Linked DNA regions of Mus musculus: regions 1 and 3 are each linked to region 2. Evidence: chromatin contacts called from public Hi-C and promoter capture Hi-C data. All regions are on one chromosome and are shown on one strand. Each heading gives the region's core, a stretch centred on a gene start, on an enhancer-like site or on the middle of the called end of the contact. The rest is flanking DNA. Distances are from core to core; before and after follow the strand shown. Region 1 has its middle 61 kb from the start of Gm35341. Region 2 holds the start of Lyplal1 (lysophospholipase-like 1). Region 3 has its middle 110 kb from the start of Gm35201.

Region 1 (3,955 bases), core at 1,420-3,919, 230 kb after region 2:
CAGACAGTTGCGATTTCAGGATGGTACATGAAAGGACAGTTTAGCCTTTATTAGATCTAAGAAACTGGATTTAAGGATGAAGAATGTCTCAAATGCTGATCTGAGTAAACCGATCAAAAATAGAACATTACCTAAATGTTGAGGAGCTCAGATTTATAAAAGACAGAGACATTCACGTGTAAAACCAAAGCATTTGGGCCATTGAGAAGAAAGGTTGTGGCCTGGCTTCTAGCCTGTCTCTATCCTTAACCCTTTCCTTTTGAATTCAAAGAGATTAAATCAACTTCCCCGGGCCAGTCCTGGATGAGAACATCAAGAGCATGTTGGCTGTGAGAAGGAGAAGGGGGAGATGGAGACGGGGCTGTGAGATCATAGGTCTTTTCCATCTTTGCATCCTGGGTTTCTGCCATTCCTTCCCACACAACTCAAACTGCAGCCACACTGGCTCGCTTGCCATTCCCTAAACATACCCCACACTTAAGTCGGAAGAGCCTTGCACATATTGTTCTACTGCTCTCACGCCACCTCCTCATTTCTGCCCTGCAAGCTCCTACACATGTGCACGAGTCCTACCCCACTTTTTGAAATCTACCTCAATTCACAAGAGGTAAACTGTGTCTCCCACTGGCTTCCATGCTTGCCTATTTCTCCCCCACTCTGACTCTGTGTAACTGAAATGTACGTAGCTGAAATGCCTTTATTCCTCTTATGGAATAAGCTGAGCTCCTAAATCACTTTCTGTTCCGTCCTTGACAGAGAGCTCAACCATGGAGAGCAGGGTTGATAACCGTGTGCATCGTTTTAGATAAGCCATAATTCAGACACAAGAGTGACAAAAACAAGGAGAGGCTGCTAGAGGTAAAGATCTAGGTCAGGGTGAGAACTGAGGTAAAGACAGAGGTAGGGATGGAGATGGGGTGGACAGTGGTCCTAAGAAGGGGAACTGAGGTGGGGATAAGGCTGTGAATATGGACAGGGGTAAGGACAGAGGTAGTGATGGGGAAAGCAATGGGGATGGGAAAGCATGGGGTTTGGGATGGAGATGAGGAGAGAGACAGAGCTAGGGGAGGGATAGAATAAAGACAGAGACGGAGGGGGAAATGAGGATAAGGAGAGATGGGGTGGTGTTGGGCTATACATAGGGGCAGAAGGAAGAGGGTGAGATGAAGACAGAGATAAAGGAGCAGAAGCTGAATGGAGACTGCGGTGGCGGTAGAGGGCGTGAGATGGAAGAGACAGAGATAGAAATTGTGTGCTGCTTGTTTCAGTTACCAAAGGGGGCAAACCTCAGGGACAGAGAGGCACAGAACCTCTGTGCGAATGTTTACTCTGAGGGCTGTAATTTGGATAAGTAGAGGGAAAGCAGACTTCATTAAATTTGCAATGAAACTGCCGGGTACATCAGGATGCAGAACAGGGGATAATAGAGCTCCACTATGCTTTGGGTTATTTTATTTAGATTGAGTTTGATCGTCTTTAATACTGAATTCTGAGTCTCAGGAAGCGTAGACTGTGTATTTCTTTTAAGTATATGCAAAACAAACAAACAAAAAAACCAACAAAAACAAAACTAATATCTTCAACAAATAAAAAGCTGCTTTTGAATGAAGAACCATGGGAATCTCCATCACAATTACACTAAATTAATATCCCTACTAAGAGAGTGAGCTTCACAAACAATTGAAAAGGAAAGCAATACAAAAACACCTCTTTTTACACATTAGCCACCCTGCTATAAACATCAAGGAAGAGTGAGATGCCTCATGCACAGGTGGAGCATGCGGTGTCAAGATAGATAGATAGATAGATAGATAGATAGATAGATAGATAGATAGATAGATGGATGGATGGATGGATGGATGGATGGATAGATAGGTAGATAGAGAGATAGAGAGACAGAGAGATAGAGAGATAGAGAGATATAGATACTCAGGAAGCAACTTTTATGACCAGAGATGCTTTTAAGAATGAAAAATTAAGACACAGTTAACACACACCACCAATACACCACACCATAGAACATAACTTAGATGAGCTAATCTGCAAGAGTGGAGTAAAAAAATGAGGTAATGCTGTTGAGGGGATTATATTCAAAATATGGCAAGACATCAATAGTGACCGAGCGGAGGAAGGAAGGCGTCTCAGCTGTTAGCAATAAGGCAACCGCAAATTTGCAAGATGTATTAACTGCTTCAGTAACTGGTAGTTCAAGAAGTTTAATCCCCAAGACTTCATGCGACCGTCTGTGACAGGGCTGCCCGAGCTATACATCTTTTTCTTGGCCGTGGTTACTGAAATTCTTCCTCCCTTCGTCCTTCCCTCGAGGGTCAGTTCAGGAAGAAAGAGTAGTAGATGGAGAGCTGGCTTCTTGTCTTTCCTCATCCTGCAAAGACTGCCTCCACCACGGACAAGAGGAATGTGTAATGTTGCTCAGACAGGCGGAGGAACTGACACCACGTTTTCTATATCACCCAATGTGCTGAAGGGTGCAAATCATTTGTAAAAGCATTAAGTTGGTTACATTGGCTAAGCAGTTGAAATTGTAAGCTCTTGAATGTCAAGCGCTGACCCTGTGGGGTGGGGGGAGGTTGAAGTGGAATGGTGTGGTGGAGGGCAGGCTTTGGGTCATGTTTTATACTGGAAGTTTAATTGTCCTGGCAAGGATGTTGAAGTGACTCATTGAGCTGAAGTGGATTCTATCTTCCAGCACAGATTTGAAATGGGGGAGGATAGCGCAGCAATAGTATCTTTAAAAGAATTGGCTTAGTTTGCCTCAGCCCCTAACTACTTCCATGCAGATTCATTTGTTTTGGACACCAATGTTGAAAGCAAGCCAATGATAGCAAAAATAGTGTCTATGTCGCCCCTTTTGAACCCACACAAACCTTTTCACTGTGTTTAAGCCAGGGATTTTTTTTTCCAAAGAAAATTACATGTTCTTTGGTCCTTTCCGATCTTTTATTGAAGAACGTTAAATAGTTTATAGCTAGAAAGAATTATAAAGTCATCATGACACCAAGTTTGTGCAATGGTGTTTTCCAAATGTGTTTTGATTATTCTCACAGAAACTCTCATCCCACTCAGAGATGAGTGTTTCTAACTTGGCGTTGTAAGGTGAGTCATGCTGTCTGTTTATCCCCGGGACATAGGTGCTGGATTTACCTTGCTTTAAAGGAATGCTCTCTGCATGGGTTTTATAATCCTTTGCTAGTCAGTGGCCAACCCCCTGAGATGCCCCTTGTGTCACTGAAAATAGTGAACTCGAAACTCCAGCACAGAGCAACCCTTTACTATCAGCTGGGGAAATTTTCTGCTGGAAGACTGTTGCATATGCTTGCAGAAATGCTGCCTCTTAAATCCCCACCCCTAAGAGTGTAATCAGAGCTATTCCAAAGGCAAGTAGGACCAAGTAATCTCCATCCAGAGGGTGTCACAGAAAACCTGTGGATGCTATTGCTGGGCTGGGAAGGGAAATCAGGGAAGGATGCGGAGAACAGGGACATTTTGTTCCCAGAATACCTTTACTAAGAGACTCTTAAGATGAAGCTAGTAGTCACTGCATGATAAATGGGTTTTGAATCGTGTGGAAGCTCAGGGGAGGGACTGGCATTTTGATTACCCAGATTCAAATCAGACCAAGGAGAGTAGAAAGGGGTTAATTTCTTAGAAATCTCAGAAGCAGAATGAACAGGCTCCAGTAATAAAAATAAAATAAAATAAGCAGTAATGAAGCAGCTGAGTGATAGAATTTCTTTCAGTCTTTGAAGTGGGAAAGTGTCGTGATGAATTCTGTTGGTCCAGGTGAACTTGGGTCACCTACAGGAAGCTCTGCTGGCGACAAAAGAAACATAAACTTGCAGCCATGATAAGATCATTGCTAGAGGAGTCAGAGACCATCACTGTGGGAGTGACCACTGAAGGCTGGGGGGAAAGTATGCTCTCTAAACTGGAGAGA
Region 2 (4,176 bases), core at 475-2,974:
AATTAATTAATAATAACAATTAGCAGAACAGGCCAACTCCTAAAAGATCTTTTTATACATCAATGGAGATCCAATTATATAAGAATAATATACCTGAACATCTGGAAGAATTATTTAGATGAATTTTTTTCCAATGTACAAAGGCAAGTTTTACACACGCATGCGCGTGCGCGCGCACACACACACACAGACAATACACACAAATGAATAAAATACATACAGAATAGGTGACTCTGTTTTCAGACATACATTATAGGTTATAAAAATGTCAGTAATTTGAAATAGAAAAATAGGAAGCACTAAGCAAGGTGGTCCAGATGGGGGGAAAAGAACAAACTCTAGTTCTTTCTAAAGACACTGAATTAATTACGAGAAGGAATTACTATGTGGGAATTTTGGATGCTCATCACTGAATTCTCTTGGGTGCTGGATTATTAGGCAGCTAGCTATAAAGGTGTAAGTCTCGTGCCAGGCCTTTCCCTTTACACAACTTTTATTACTCTATTTCTAGAATGATACACCATAGTTGAGGGTTTCCCTCCCCCTCCCCCCAGAATATTAATTCCAAGTCAGACATTTGGATTCAAACCCAGCCTCACTACTCCTTAAGCAACAGCAAGAAAGCGTTTCTAGTCCCGTTTTGTTTTTTTTTTGTTTTGTTTTTTTTTTTCAAAATGGAGGGAACACTCCAATCCCGTCGTGTTCTAGTCCCCTAAGCCTACACAGGCCTCAGCATAACGCAGTGCTCCTGAAAAGCTCTGACAAGCCCTTCATTCACAATGTCCAACCCCATTTTTTTTTCTTTCCTTACTATTCTCTTGGCAGTAGCCCATGCACCATCTTGTGATCTCCTATCCACTGCTGACTCAAATTAATTGAATTGTTTTTGTTTTTAAATTTAGGTAGGCCCCTTGAGGACACCGCCTGGATCTCATTTCTTAAATTAAAAAAAAAAAAAAAATTTTTTTTTTTTCCTTTCCTGAGAACTTACCCCGGGCCAACCAAGCACAGTGAGCAAGGATTAAGTCGGTGATTCTTGTGTTTTCCTCTAAGGGTGCTCCCTAAATGAAGCGGACTTTATACTTACCTCGAAGGTTTTACAAGAGGGCATAGGGGAAACCAGGGTGGTGGACCATCAAAAAAGACAGGTGGGAGGCGCAGGGGAAACCCGCTGGTGGTGCTAAGCATACACTTACACAGTGTAAATATGATCCAAAAACGTCTCTATGACACCGGCAAGGCAGACAACAGCTTAGGACCTGCAATAGGGGTGTGTGGTGGGGTATGTATGTCAGATCACTGCTGGTCGACCCTGAAACAGTGGTTAATCCACGTGCCTGGAGACTTACACCGATATGGTGCTATGACTGAACTTGGGGTTAGGTAAGGACTGCCGTTCGACCATGCTGTGGGTGCACGGGTCAAGCACACCAGCGAAGGAAGGAAGAGGATGAAGATGAGTGCTATACAGAAAGAGGAGCCCTCGGGCGACCCTGGGCGCTGGGGGACCGAGAAGAGGGTGCTTCCCCTACTGTAGCGAGCGGGTCGGAGACCACGAGACTGTAATGCACCTGAGCCGTGCAGGAAGATCAGCGAGGCACTGTGTCTCCCGGTCGGGGACACCACACAACGCGGCAGGTGAACAGCGCTGGGCACAGCAGCCATGGCGGAGGAGAGATGGCAAGGCGCGCGGCCACGTCCCTAGCGTCACGGGGCCGCGCGCGCAGGCAAGCAGCACCAGCATGGGTGTGCGCATGCGCCGTGCCTGGCGCCCCGCCCCTAAATCTGACGAAGGAGTGCTCAGCTCTGGATTCTGCTGAGGAATGCTTTCCTTAGGTCAGGTTCCTCCATTGTAATGACTGAGAATAAACTTTAGTCCCGAGAATTTGCTGCAGGTTTTAAACTGCAGTTCTAAAGCTCAGGATCACCCAGTTTGGGAAATATTACTGTCTTTAAATTTTTACAGATATAACCATATTTTATATAACCATCCGCTTTGGGGCTTGCACCAGATGTTCGTAGCTTTTTGCACACAGGGTGACCCAGCCATATAATAATTTCTTTTGTATGTGTGTGTGTCTTTGTCTTTTTTCTAATAGTTAACAGATAGATCTAATTTAATGAGCTAGGACTTCACATTCTTTGGCATGGCTGTTAGCAAAACTGTGGGCAATGATTAGTGGAAATGATTACAAGCTGGAGATGGTTGTGCGTGGCTGATGGCAGCAGGAAGTAACATGAAAATAAGTGTGGGATTAAATGACCCACAACTTCAATTTCTGGATACATCCCCTTCCTAAAAAGAACAAATCAGGCACTTAGATAGAGGCTCCTACATCACTATCTGCGGTGGTATTTACAGACCGCAAAGGATAAAACAACCCCCATGCCATCTCCACGCGGATGGACAGGATACATGGTATGCGTGTACCAGTAAGTACCGTCACTGCTAACAAAGACAGAATTCCCATCCCAGTACAAAATAGACTAGCTTGTGTTGTAATCATAAAAAGATAAAGAGCTATAACAATATGTTCTGGCAGGGTGTGGGGGAAGGATATGTCTCAGCGGGCCCATGCCAAGGCAGTCCTTTCCCCTGTATAGAACAGAGCTTATTCAGGGCATGGGGAGAGGAGTTAAGAGTGTAGAAGAGGCAGAGAGAGGCAGGGAGTAGAGAAGCAGAGGCCCGCCATGAGCACGTGTAGAGAGGGGTGAGGGGAATGGGGCAAGAGGCAAGGGAGAGAGAAGCAGAAGTAAGAGAACACGAGAGGCAGGAGAGGGAGAAGGGGCCAAGCAGCCCCTTTTGTAGTGAGTCGGCCTACCTGGCTATTGCCAGGTAACTGTGGGGATGGAATCCATACAGAATACCAATAGCTTTGAAAACACTGTGTTGGTTAAAAGAGACAGATAGAAAAGGAGAAACTAACTGACTCCATCCAGACAGGCAGTAAAAGAAGGCTTTCCTTACAAGGGCCAACTCACTATAAAAGCCACAACAGGAAGGTAATAGGGACTGGAGTCCTACCTGCAGGCTAGGCTTGGCTTCTTACCTGGAACTTGACCCTTCCTAGAGTCACAATCACTGTTAGACAGGGCCAGACTGTTCTGAATCTAAGCACTGCTCCTTCATCTTTCCATGACTTGAAAGCTATGGTTGCTTTCATCTACAGTTACAGAACAAACATCTCTGTCCCTGGAGTTAGAGATGCCATCTGGTAGGCACACTGTTGGGGCTGTGCTTCTTTCCGGTCCTATCATACTTTGAAATGTAATTAGGTTGCAGGCTGTCTGGCAGCCCCTTTTAAGACCGATCTTTTGCTCTGTTACATTGGCAGTGGGAATATCCAAGGAGGATTTTCACTGTTACATTCTTTCCCTCTTCCTACAACTTCTTGTTTCTTTGTTGCTGCTCATATGTTTTTAGCCAGTCTGTCCAATCACCCTGTTTGATAACATCAGTGATAGACCAAAACAGTCAGCATAGAGCACACAACTAAAGCAAAGAAAAGAAATAAGAAAAACAGTCTTCCATTTTTTCCCAAATTTTTTTCATGTCTTCTGGGATAAAAAAAAATACAAGGTTAAGCTAGGTGTGGTGGCACTTGCCTTTAATCCCAGCATTGGGGAGGCACAGACAGCAGATCTCTGTGACTCCGGGAGCTCCCTCTGGGTGTTATGGGAGATACCAGGTCAGGGTTTAATTTCCTATGCTGTGTTTAGGAATTCTTTAAGGTGAATGTGTTATCTTTACAGAACATGTGAAGGTCCCGCCCTTGGAGTGCAGCATCTGATGTTTGAGATGGTGGCAGTTACATGAAATCCAGCCCATTACCCCTTTTCTCATTTATGACCCTGAATGTGTCTTCTCTGTTGGTTAATTAATTAATTAATAATTTTTACTTATTCTTATTACTGGGTGCATGTATGTGAATAACCTGCTGGTGTGTGTGTCACGGTACACATGTGGAGGTCAGAGGACAGCTTTGTGGAATAAGTTCCCTCCTTCTACTTGCAAGTGTGTTCCAAGTGAGTCACTACCAGGCTTATTCAGTGAGTGCCTTAACCAGCTCACCCACCTTGCTAACTTGGTTGCTATTTATCCACTGCTGCATTTTGCAAAACACAACTATGCATAACAAATGCACATTTGTCAGGAAGCCCCAGCCATAGGTGACT
Region 3 (4,345 bases), core at 1,393-3,892, 130 kb after region 2:
GGGATAAAAACTAAGCTCGTGGAAAACAGTAGCAAGATGATCCGCCTGAGGTCAGCTGTTTACAATTATATAAACGCAAGTGTTGTAAGCGCTCTAACTAAAAGGCAGAGGGTTTTTCAGGTAGAAGGATTGAAAAGATGGAACTACATTTTATCAATAGTACATAATTTTAGATGTAGAAATATGCTCAAATGGAAGCACATCCAAAGACTGGAAGGATGATAGAGGGTGGCTCCAGATGATTGGAGAGAGAGAGATCTGTGTTAGTGACCGTGTATTTCAAGTCATTAGAAAGATGCAAGAGTTTGGATATGTAGGCACCTGCTAACAGGATTTTGAAATCCATAAAGCAAAAGTTGGAAGATTGAAGTAAACATTTTAATTTGTAGTGTATTTAAGACCCCTTTCCAAGCACTCAATACAACTACTTGGGAAGTAAACATTTAGAACACAAAAGATTACAGTGCGGAAAAATGCTTTCAGTACCTTGACCTACTTAGTATCTAAAAACCACTTCGACCAATAGCACAGCCTACACTTTTCTGCCCTAAATGTCTGTACTAAAGGATAAAAGTGTCTAAAAGTCAATGTCTCTATTCATCCTGGATAGAGAAAATTTTAAATTCATATTGAATAGATAGAAAATAATGTGATTTAAATAAAAAATAAATCTAGCAAAATGCCAAGACAATTCACACAGATCCAGGATGAGTACGGTGATTGGCACCTGACTGAAGCAGATCTCCTGAGACCAACTCCTGAAATAAATACATGATGTGGTATCAGCAATATTTTAAGGTCAAGACACCTTTTCTAATAAAGGCACTGCCTGTGTTCATAAAGCATTCCACAAAGATCTAAACAAATGGTCTTCCTCTTGGATGGCCTTGAATGGTATCCCTCAGCTAGGTTCAGGTGAATCTGGGTATAGTCTTTTCCAGGGCTCAGCGATGTCTCCACGCACCATCAAGGATATCCCTTGACCTCCAAGGTAGAGAAATTGGACATTGGAAGAGACATTGGATTTCCTTCTCATGGCCTTGTCCAAGAAGTGACTCCCATCCTTTGTACTCACAAATTATTAGGTCATCACATGGCTCCTCTTAGCTTTGAGGGGTCAGACAATGCTGTCTTTAGCATTTCCCAGCAGGAGAACTGTGAAACAGGATCTAGTGAACACTCCTTGGTGTTTGTGACCCAAAACGTCCTTGCTACCGCCACTTTGAATTAATCAGAAAGTCTGGTGAGGTAAGGAATAATAAAGAATATTGATAACTTAGATGGAACTCTGAAATTTACATACGTTTCCCAACTCTGGACTTCTCCCTAAACTGTTGACTCTACAAAATTACTTTTAAAAAGCAAATAAGATTTATGTTAGTTAAGGGTGATTTATTTTGCTAGACTTAGCATTCTAGTTTTTCACCCAAATCCTAAAAGATGTAGTGTAGAACTGCTATTTTCTATTCACAGTTCTCTCAGGGACCCACCCACATAAGGAACGAAATGAGAGCAGAAGACTAAGCAATGATGGTTTCTTTCCTCTCCCATTGCTTACAGAAACTGGCTGACATCCAGCTAGAAGGCACAGTTATAAACATTGGTATCTTGGAGGTACAGTTGGCAAACGCAGCCGGAGGACTGGTGCGGTACTGCAGTGCAGAACTGAAAGATGAACTGGGATTCAGAGTTTGTGTGGTGTCAGGGGTGTTTTCTGAAAGTGCCATGGCATTAGAAAAGTATGGCAGCCAAATTTTGGAAGGGCTAGCTTGGGCTAGCTCATGTGATTTGGCAACAATCTTTAATCTGAAATATAACCGAAACAAAACTTCGTAGTCTCTAACATACATGAAGCATTCACAGAGACCCAGTAGCAGCAGCCCTGGGGTAAGGGAGATGACACGGCATGGGAAGGCACTCTGGCTTCCAAGCTAGACAAACCGTCTGTGATCATGGCTTCTTTCTACCTCTTAGGAAACTTGGCCAACTCAGCCACTTATTCTGCGTTTAGACATTAGCTGCCTTCTCTTCAAAATGATGGTGACCATGCTCATTATGTGACATTGTCAGGAGGGTTGGCTATTGCTACATCTGTAGCATCAAGAAATATTTAACAAACCTAGTGTTGAGGAGGAAAAAAAAGTATTAGGTTTTTAGTTTTTGCCTTAAAAAAAAACTATATTAGAAAAAATGGCTGAGGCACTCTAATGACTGGGCTGATTTTATTTTTACTTAATAATGGACACGGCAGAACTAAAACAGGAAGCCTGTATTATTTATATTATTACATTTAAATTTCTACCACCACTGACTTACTTGTATTTTTAATGTGCACATGTGCATATGTTCGTTTATCCCATCTCCATCTTTTTCCTTTCCCGGTGTTGGCTGATGCGTGGCAGAAACGAGACTTGTTGAGACAAAAGGGAGACAGAATGGAGTCCTGAAATCAACAGTGTGAACATCAGTTAATGCTTTAATTTCCATGTTCCGTGGTTATGCAAGCCCACTGATTTGGAATTTCAACATAACCTTGAACCATCACCAACTTTAATTTTCCCCATGCCTCCACCAGTAGTAATTGGGCCTCCCTCCTGCCGCTGCTGTGGCTGCTGGCTTTGTAGTTACTGTCTTTCCTGGGCTTCCAGTGACTTTGTTTAATTCCTCTTGGCAGCTGTAAGGGCTGGATGCCAAACTCCTGTGCTTGTCACATCAGAACCAAGACTCCCACTGGCACACCATGGCTGGCTGAACTGAGCCTCTGAATTCTCAGCAAAGTTCCCTCGGTGAGATTTCTGGGCAGGCCAGGAGCTTTTTTCTCAAGCTAATGTTAAAAGCAGGGCTAACGGGTCAAATGCAATGGAATTCAAACCTTTGGCCATACTCTCATCATTCAATAAATGACTTAAATAACTTATTTGATCAACAGGACCTCAGCTTCCTCTTTGCTAACATGAGAACAGAAATGCTATTTACTTCAAAGGTTGTTTGGGATTAAACTAATTAGGCTAGATAAGCTGTACCTGGACTCTATTAAGATTACATAAAGTTAGCAACTACTGTTTCACCTTTCCTCGAAGGATCCCCCCACCGTGTGTTCCCCCATGAGATAACTAATTATATATTATTAGGCATGGAGTTTATCTGGAAGGGCCCCTCCCTTAAAATCAGAAGTCTGTGAAACTAAGGATTGAAACTGCAGGACTCTGCTGCCTGGCCAGAAGTGTGGGAGCTGCATCTTTATCTCTGGCTCTGGGTGGGGACAAGACATTCTGAACTTCCCAAAATATCATATGATTATTGTGTAGCTGTAGTTTTTCTGGTAAAGATTAGGGGATTACACTGTTCTCTCCCTAGGAGTCGAGTTTGAGGGGAATGTCAATTACCTGGATGAAAACCCAGCTCAGGGAAGCCATGTGGTCTAGAGACTTAAGAATTAGTGTAAAACCTGCCTGCGCTACAGAGCCAGACCATGGCCCCTTTGGGCATCTCCCACCTTTACCCTTTAAAGTGTCTCACTTTACAATAAACCCTGTCTTCTACATGGCACTCTCTGCCCTGTCTGAACTCTTTCAGTGGCGATCGCAAGGAGCAGGATGCTTGTGGGAGACCTGAGGCAGACTCTGATGAACTGCAGTGCTTAGACATCCACGAGTCATGGTCTGTCTGCGGGGCCTAGCAACTTTCTATGCCTAGCACTGTGGTTCCTTCTCAGGCACAAGGAGTATCTACATCTTTCACATCACAGGACAAATGGATTAAATGGATTAATGGATTAAAGCATTAGACATTTACTCTCACAGCTTAGACATCAGTAGCCAGCAAGGCCAGGCTGTCTCTGGAAGCTGCAAGGAAAACTCCAACCTTGCCTTTTCTTAGTTTTGCTCTGTTTCTAGTAACCCTTATGTGTAACTATATTGCTCCACTGACTACATCTTCTCATGTTATATTTCCCTCTTTCTCTTTCTTTTATAATTATAAAGATCCTAAAAATATTACTCTAAATGAGAAACACAACCCAGCTTTTTTCCATATCGACTAGTTACATGCATAATAACCCTATTTCTATTGTCTTGCTCTGCAATCCCGAGAGTTACAATTTCAATACATTTTTTGGAAAGACATAGATCCAACCATAATTTTAGGGACCTTTTGTTTCGTATCAGACCTAGTTACGATTTGTATCTGTTTACATTCATGGTCAATCCATTGCTAGTGGGATCTGCTAGGAGGAGGTAGTTGTGTCTCCCTTGGTTTCCTTGGCTTCCCGTGGCTCTGAGAAAGAAAAAATCAGACCACAATGTAGTGTAGAACATAAACAGGGTTTATTGTGGAGTTGAAGACA

What was found. Promoter capture Hi-C pulls out the DNA fragments that hold promoters and counts their contacts. A called contact is a pair of places that touch in the nucleus more often than the background predicts.
Region 1: a contact with region 2 is called in a Hi-C map of uterus, with 2.1 times the contacts expected there. The contact joins the enhancer-like site here to the promoter of Lyplal1 in region 2. A contact is called at or near these places in 8 of 39 promoter capture datasets (the 3T3-L1 cell line, 3T3-L1-derived adipocytes, embryonic stem cells and 2 more) and 3 of 484 Hi-C or Micro-C datasets (embryonic fibroblasts, nephron progenitors and uterus).
Region 3: a promoter capture Hi-C map of 3T3-L1-derived adipocytes shows a contact between it and region 2, with 2.7 times the contacts expected there. The contact joins the enhancer-like site here to the promoter of Lyplal1 in region 2. A contact is called at or near these places in 6 of 39 promoter capture datasets (the 3T3-L1 cell line, 3T3-L1-derived adipocytes, cranial neural crest and 2 more), 1 of 484 Hi-C or Micro-C datasets (nephron progenitors) and 2 of 9 other capture datasets (adipose tissue and liver).

Annotation. Positions count from the first base shown.
Region 1 is chr1:186,345,177-186,349,131 of GRCm38.p6, forward strand. No RefSeq gene overlaps it. Among named protein-coding and RNA genes, the nearest start is that of Gm35341, 61 kb to the right of the region's middle. Within about 2 kb of position 2,670, at least 19 of the 459 cell types and tissues checked have an H3K27ac peak or open chromatin away from gene starts, as enhancers often do. A contact at or near this core is called in uterus, where this site is marked.
Region 2 is chr1:186,115,586-186,119,761 of GRCm38.p6, forward strand. It overlaps Lyplal1 (lysophospholipase-like 1), which reads right to left and starts at 1,725. Exons shown (of 5, transcript NM_146106.2): 1 at 1,572-1,725. The coding sequence starts at 1,665.
Region 3 is chr1:186,247,844-186,252,188 of GRCm38.p6, forward strand. No RefSeq gene overlaps it. Among named protein-coding and RNA genes, the nearest start is that of Gm35201, 110 kb to the left of the region's middle. Within about 2 kb of position 2,643, at least 28 of the 459 cell types and tissues checked have an H3K27ac peak or open chromatin away from gene starts, as enhancers often do. A contact at or near this core is called in 3T3-L1-derived adipocytes and adipose tissue, where this site is marked.